Linked DNA regions of Mus musculus: region 1 is linked to region 2. The links are chromatin contacts, called in public Hi-C maps. All regions are on one chromosome and are shown on one strand. Each heading gives the region's core, a stretch centred on a gene start, on an enhancer-like site or on the middle of the called end of the contact. The rest is flanking DNA. Distances are from core to core; before and after follow the strand shown. Region 1 overlaps Rab30 (RAB30, member RAS oncogene family). Region 2 holds the start of Ddias (DNA damage-induced apoptosis suppressor).

Evidence for each region. A called contact is a pair of places that touch in the nucleus more often than the background predicts.
Region 1: a Hi-C map of pancreatic cancer cells shows a contact between it and region 2, with 4 times the contacts expected there. The contact joins the enhancer-like site here to the promoter of Ddias in region 2. A contact is called at or near these places in 2 of 39 promoter capture datasets (liver and macrophages), 1 of 15 datasets of contacts at CTCF or cohesin (the NIH/3T3 cell line), 9 of 484 Hi-C or Micro-C datasets (B cells, the HPC-5 cell line, bone marrow-derived macrophages and 5 more), 5 of 115 datasets of contacts at active chromatin or transcription factors (the SCID.adh cell line, bone marrow-derived dendritic cells, embryonic fibroblasts and 1 more) and 2 of 9 other capture datasets (adipose tissue and pancreatic islet).

What each region holds. Positions count from the first base shown.
Region 1 is chr7:92,835,818-92,839,005 of GRCm38.p6, forward strand. It overlaps Rab30 (RAB30, member RAS oncogene family), which reads left to right. Exons shown (of 5, transcript NM_029494.2): 5 at 1-1,300. The coding sequence ends at 122. Among named protein-coding and RNA genes, the nearest start is that of Ddias, 37 kb to the right of the region's middle. Within about 2 kb of position 1,689, at least 69 of the 459 cell types and tissues checked have an H3K27ac peak or open chromatin away from gene starts, as enhancers often do. A contact at or near this core is called in the NIH/3T3 cell line, bone marrow-derived macrophages, embryonic fibroblasts and 1 more, where this site is marked.
Region 2 is chr7:92,872,992-92,876,372 of GRCm38.p6, forward strand. It overlaps Ddias (DNA damage-induced apoptosis suppressor), which reads right to left and starts at 1,256. Exons shown (of 6, transcript NM_001355126.1): 1 at 1,150-1,256. It overlaps Prcp (prolylcarboxypeptidase (angiotensinase C)), which reads left to right and starts at 2,262. Exons shown (of 9, transcript NM_028243.3): 1 at 2,262-2,509. The coding sequence starts at 2,348.

The DNA.
Region 1 (3,188 bases), core at 439-2,938, 37 kb before region 2:
TTGACTTAGCATGCCGACTCATCAGCGAAGCAAGACAGAACACACTGGTGAACAATGTATCGTCACCCTTACCCGGAGAGGGGAAAAGCATCAGCTATTTGACTTGTTGTAATTTCAACTAAAGGCTGAGGCAAAGAGAATCAAAGGGAATCAGTAGTTGCCTTGGTGGGCCGTACGTTGCTAGGGAATCTGGCAATGACTATGGCTCCCGCTCTTGGACCTTCTGACTCCTGTAGGCTCCAGAGCTTACCAAGCATGCAGGCCAAGGGCCTTGACTGCAGGCCAGCATTAGCAGAACACATAATGGTTTCACCCTTTTGCAGTCTGGCGTTGGAGCAAGGAGAAAATTGCACTAAGCGCTCCATGATCTGCAGAGCATGTTGCTTTTGTTTTTAAAAAAGCAAGTAAAAAATGCATTCCTGAACACAGAGCAGGGGATCGTGTACTGTAGGAATCCTTCTGTGTGTCAGCGGGTGCATGAGGGGCTATTCTTTAGGCTTCAGTGGTAATCTGGTGCCCATGGATTTCTTGACTACCAGGTAAACCAAAACTGGAAAGGCCAAGTACTGTCTCTGTAGTACTTATTGAGGACCCCATGGAGATTTTGAAAAGTGTTATTTCTTTTGTCCACAAGCACTTTCAAAACCTTTGGGATATAAAAATGGGAACTCTTCTCACGACCAACAGTAAAAATTATTGTTTAACAATATATACAAGCTCCATGACTCTTTTTGGTGCTAATGATTATGCTATTTCACAGACCAAACGTTTTAGTACATTGATACCCTTAGATGTATTACCTAAAAATAAAAAGAGAATGGGGGAAATCCATGAGTCAGCAGTCTTCTTCAGTCTCATTACCACCATTTCTAGGATGGGTTTGGATATGAGAAGCCCTTCTTCTTTCATATTCTCCTTGAAATTTATTAACATTCTTCTATTCTTTCACACTTATCGTGCCCTTTAGGTAAATCAAAGTATTAAAAAAATGGGGAAAAATATAAATTATGACATTCTAATAAAGAAGATTAGTTGTAGGACATGTTGAGTAGCATGAGAAAACAGAGCAGATATGACCAAAATACTGTGGACTATGGACTGACTGCAGGGCAGACTTCCAGACAGAGTGCAGCTCTCTAACAGGTCACGCCTTTTCCTTTCGGGAACTAGCCTTGGAGAGGCCAAGGTTTAGGATTTTGTAGACATTTTTAGTATAATAAGTGAGAATAGCAAGAGATGAAAAGTCTCACAAATCATTTTTGTATCTTCAATAAACTTAGGAAAGTGTGCTCAGGAAGCAGGCTGAGCTGTCCTTTATTAATATTAATATTGATCTCAGATTCGTCACCATACATTTCTTCCCCCTTTATCTTTTCTTCTCCCTAGTCTCCCCCTGTAGTGTTCCTTTCCCCATTCCTTCTTTTTCTCTTTCCTCCCCATACCGGTATGCACGTGTTACTCGAAGTCTCCAATTCCGATGGAGGTGTATATGCCTTTACTTAGCCGATTTCACAACAGGACTCAAGTTGGGACACGTGCTGCTGAATGACTTCCTGTTTCTTCAGTGCCGTGGCTTGATGCCTTCCAGTTTGTTCACTGTCATAGCTGCAAATACGACAGTAACTAAGTCTGTGTGCTCTTGGTGTTGCTGAAGCTTGCTGTATAGCATAACTGAGTATGAGTCACTGAATGAGGATATGACGGGAAATTCCGCTGTCGGTATTGATGGTGACAATCCTGGACCTGACATGTCACTCTTGGAAAGCTACTGAATTGTAAAGCAATGATTCAACAGGGCAGGATATTGATAACACATTTCTAGCATTTCTAACAGAGTCCAGAATGCCCAGTCTTTCTCGCCTGTGACTGCGTGTATTATTACCAGTCGTTGGTGTTGATTGGCTCACTGTGCTCTTCTTGATTCCACAGGAAAGAAAAAGGCTTCCTACAAGTTTGAACTGTCTTCCCTTTATATAGGAAGGGGAAATAAATCACTTTAATGGAAATCAAAATCATCTATAATTACCTTTGCTTAATAGCCAGCAACCAAAGGCATCAGAAGATAAACTAATCAAAGTTACAGAAAAATATATCTTTCTACTGTGAATGTCCCTAAATTTAGATTTATTACTTTTCTTTATGGCAAAATTCTGATCTCCCCAGCATAAGATGACTCAGCCTTGTCTCACAGCACTGTGTTAAAAATAACGTTGCTTTGTGAACTTTAAGGGCTTTGTTAGATTGGACTAATTTAGCTCCAGAATAACAGCTTTTGGGGTCACATTTATGTTATTTTATTCTCATTCCTTTGGGCTTATAGCACCCCCATCTGTCCCTTCGAGTTCAGAAGCAGCTCAGAGAGCTCTGCCACAGGTCCATCTCCCTCTGGGTCTCTGAGTCTTTGAGTAAATCATAGTCACCAATCTTTGGCCTATTAGTGTGGACACTTGAGAAGCTGGGCCCTTCCGTTCCACAGTTCTGTGAATTTAAGATTAGGCCATTGGGATATTTGTTCAGCGATGTATCTCAAGTTTGAGAACAATCCTTGACAATACTGTAGGTGCAATAAATACCAATTGAATAAATGAGTCAGTGCCAAGAGTTTTGTTTGTTTGTTATTTTAAAGTGAAAGTCCTTAAAGTGGTTCTTGAGATAGAATCATTTCAATCTAGGGCAGGACATAAATATTATTTTGCCTAATAATTCTTATTGCCAGGGCAATATTTGCTCAGATAAGCCTCCTTTACATATAATTATTCAATGGTGAAACCCCCCCCCAAGTTTTGGTTTATTGTGATGTCAGCTCATCCTGACAAGGCCATCGCTTCTTCTATTTGTAGTATGACAATTTTTTTTTACTTTTTAATAAAATTATTAAATATGTGACCACCTTTTCAATTTCCAATGAAAATACATGTTCAGGGTGTAGAGTCAAGCTTGGAAAAACTCTGTAGGATTGTAGGTTTCTGATAGACTGTGTCCTCAAAGAACTTAGCGGTTTCTCCTTTCTTACACAGAGCCGTGTTCCTTTGTATCTTTCATTAGATCTGTTGGATTATATTAATATTTAATTACATAGAGCCAATCATGGTTTGTGTAGACTTCAAAAGTTACATCATTGGCTTTTTCCGGCTTTCATCCCCTCTCCCCACCCGTAGTTTAGTCATTTTTTTATGTCAGCATCTTTC
Region 2 (3,381 bases), core at 6-2,505:
CTGTTATCTTGGAGCCGGGTGTGGTGGCACTCACCTTTAATCCCAGAACTCAGGAGGCAGAGGCAGGCAGATTTCTGAGTTCGAGGCCAGCCTGGTCTACAAAGTGAGTTCCAAGAGAGCCAGGGCTATACAGAAAAACCCTGTCTCAAAAAACAACAACAACAACAACAACAACAAAAAACCAAAACAAACAAAACAAAAAAACAACAAAAAAAAATCCTGTTATCTTAACTCACACACATAAAACATAAAGCAAAACAAACCAGAACGGCTTTACAAACTAAGCAATTACTAACGAGTCAGAACATGCCTTAGGTGTGGTGGGATAAAAAGAAGTTTGGGAGGTTGAGAGGGTGGTGCTTTTGAGGAACACACAAGGTAATCTGGGGTTCGGGATAATTCAGTATGTCATGAACAGAGTGTGTGTGTGATATCCTGGGTTTCACCTCCCACACTGAGAGGGTATATGTGTGTGTGTGTGTGTGTGTGTGTGGGGGGTATGACAGGGTCTAGAACTGAAGTTAGAGAGGCAAGCAAGGCCAAAGAGCTTTTAACCTAAGTTACAGATTTTGAACTTAAAAATATCGGGACAAACAGAAGCTTCTAAAACAAGTGGTGAGTATCTAGGTAAAGAATTTTTCACCCATCTGCCTGGTCTTGGAGGCTACTACTGTCACTGCATGCAGCTGTCACAGGTTAGATTATGGTAGTGGCAGTGTTCAGTGGGGAGTTGGATTTGGATCTCAGGTGTGGGTTCGTGAGAGCAGGGAAAATAGAAACCTTTCAATTTCTGGACTGCGTACATTACTCAGTAAAATACTTTCTCTGGGCAGTCAAAGTCATCTGAAAAAAATAAAACAAACCATCTTTGCCAGCACCTAGCACAGTAACCTGCTGACATAGTTTTATGCCCCCGTTGAAAGTCGAGCCCTTTCCTTTCTGGGTTTTTGGGGATCCGCAGCAACAGTAAAGTGCTGATAAACCTTCGCCAAGGAACATGAAAAGTATTGACTTTCCCGTTTAACCTCGTAGCCGGCGTTTACGGCCAGAAGTCCTGAAATCAATCCATACGGAGTGCAAGGTTACAGCGCCTCGTCAGGAGTCTCTCCACCTAGAGCCCCCCAAGAACTCCTTTTTTCAGCGTCTCACCTGAGGCAAAGGACACAGACAAGCCCGGGCAACCGCTCCGCCCTCCGGCCGCTCGGTCCGCCGCTCTCCAAACGCCAGCAATCGAATCTCCCGCGTCCTCTTCCGCCGGAAGGACCGTCTTGACGGACTTTCAGGAGAGCCAATCAGAAAACGCCCTGCAGGGCGTGTCCCCACCCCACCACCCACCCCCGGGCAAGCGACCCTTCTTGTAAAGCTAGGGGTAGCTGTGGGTTTCGAGGGTCGTTCTTCATCGACTGGTGGAGCGGTAGTTCTCTCGGCGAAGTGCGAGGGAAGCCGGGAAGGCTCGAGGCGTGGGAAGGAGTGGCTTCAGACGGACGCCGAGGGCGTGGGAGCGGATGAAAGTTGGCGCCGCGGGCTGGACAGGAGGGGGCGCTGTTGTAGAGGGAGTCGCCATCGCGGAGCATGGATGGATTACCGAGGCTTAGAGAAGGCTTAGTCTGCGCGCAACACCCAGCGGCCACAGGAGGGACGGGTCGTGCGGGCAATGCGGACGATGGGGGTGACCCGAGAACTGAACACCGGTGGGGCTGCTTAGGCGGGAACAACAGAGGCGAAGAGCCCGAACGGCCTACAAGGAAGGGGGCAGAGCGATCTGTGAACCTCGCTCCATTTCCTGCTACTTGAGGGGCCCAGCATCGAGTCCCTGTACTTGTTTCCTCACCTAAGTAGAGGGGAGAGTCCAACTCCGTCTGGAAGGTTGCTGTTCTGGTTGAGTGTGGGTCACGTGTGTGCCGTCATGCCTGGTGACAATAGACTCACTCTCCCTCCCTCCTCCTCCCGCCCCGTGCCATTATAAGGGATTTGCGGAGAGCTGGGGTGTTACGTGGGACTGAGGTTGCGGGGACAGTGTGATGGTGGCAATAAAGGCGGGGATATGGCATAACCTAGGGTAGCGATAGGGCTTGGGGAGCCATAGATAAGGATGGGGCAAAACCCTGCGTAGTAAAGGCCGACGTAGAGTGTGACCTCAGTGGAGGTGGGCGGGGAGAAGGAGGATGGCGAGTGGCAAGTGTGGAGGCAACGCCTTTGGGGCCAGGAGCTGCCTGGTTTTAGGTTTCCCGGGGGAGGAGCTGGTCTGCAGCGGGCGGAGCTACGAGCTGGGCCCGGCTTAGTCTTTGCGCTTCTGCTGGTGGCTCTCTTTCTTTAGTCGCCCACACTGTGGCTGCCATCCCCAGCCATGGGCTGCCGGGCTCTCCTGCTCCTGTCTTTCCTATTACTCGGGGCCGCCACAACCATCCCGCCTAGGCTAAAGACCCTCGGCAGCCCGCATTTGTCAGCCAGTCCCACACCCGACCCTGCTGTAGCCCGTAAATACTCAGTTCTTTACTTCGAACAGAAGGTAAGCAGAGGCTGGGGAGTAAGGGTTCTAGGTCCCACGTCCCAACCGCCCGCCCATACCTTGCTTGGCTGTTGGAGCACCGCCGCCCACTCCAAAATTCAGACTCTGATACTTAGGACTTGACTTGGTTTTAGTTCACATTTTCTGGAGGGTGGTCTTAAGCCTTAATTATTCGAGTGTTTCCCAACAGAGACCATGAGAAATTTATCCCTCCAGTTCTGGAGGTCCAGGATACATATTTTTAACTCTTCATTTTAGGAAATGCCTCAATCTAAACTCTTTGTTTACCTTGGCCAAAACCAGATTATGGAGACTAACCTTTGACCCCATACCTCTCACCTCAAATTCTTAGGTATGGAGGCTAACCTTCACCTTTAGGTCTCTCAACACAAATTCAGATGTACCCATTACATAAGAATGTATCGCTTCACTAAACTGCTTCTCTCAGCTGAAATGTTACCTTTAGAGGCTAAAAGGTCTGTATCCCCATCTGAAGTGAGTGCAAGGATCAGGTCTCTCTGGTCTTGAACTTGAGTTCACAGTTTTAAGACAGGCTTCTCCAATGCCTTTGTATTTGGTGGCAGCATGAGACCATAGGTCATTACCCTATAGGTCTGAATGAAAAGTACCTGTGTCCTCTGAAATGACAAGGCTATATAATTCTATAGTTCTAGGAGTCTCTGAGGCCTGAATGCACAAGGCACTGGGATTAGAAAGAGTACAGTCGTCTGATCTTGGCTTTAGAAGTCACATCAGGATTCTGGCCTCACTCTGTGATCTTGGACAAGTTACAGTTAGTTTCTGAGCCAAGTTTCTTGGCTTACTGCAGAAGGTTGCAGTGATGACTAACTGAAGCAGCTAAGAACCATAAG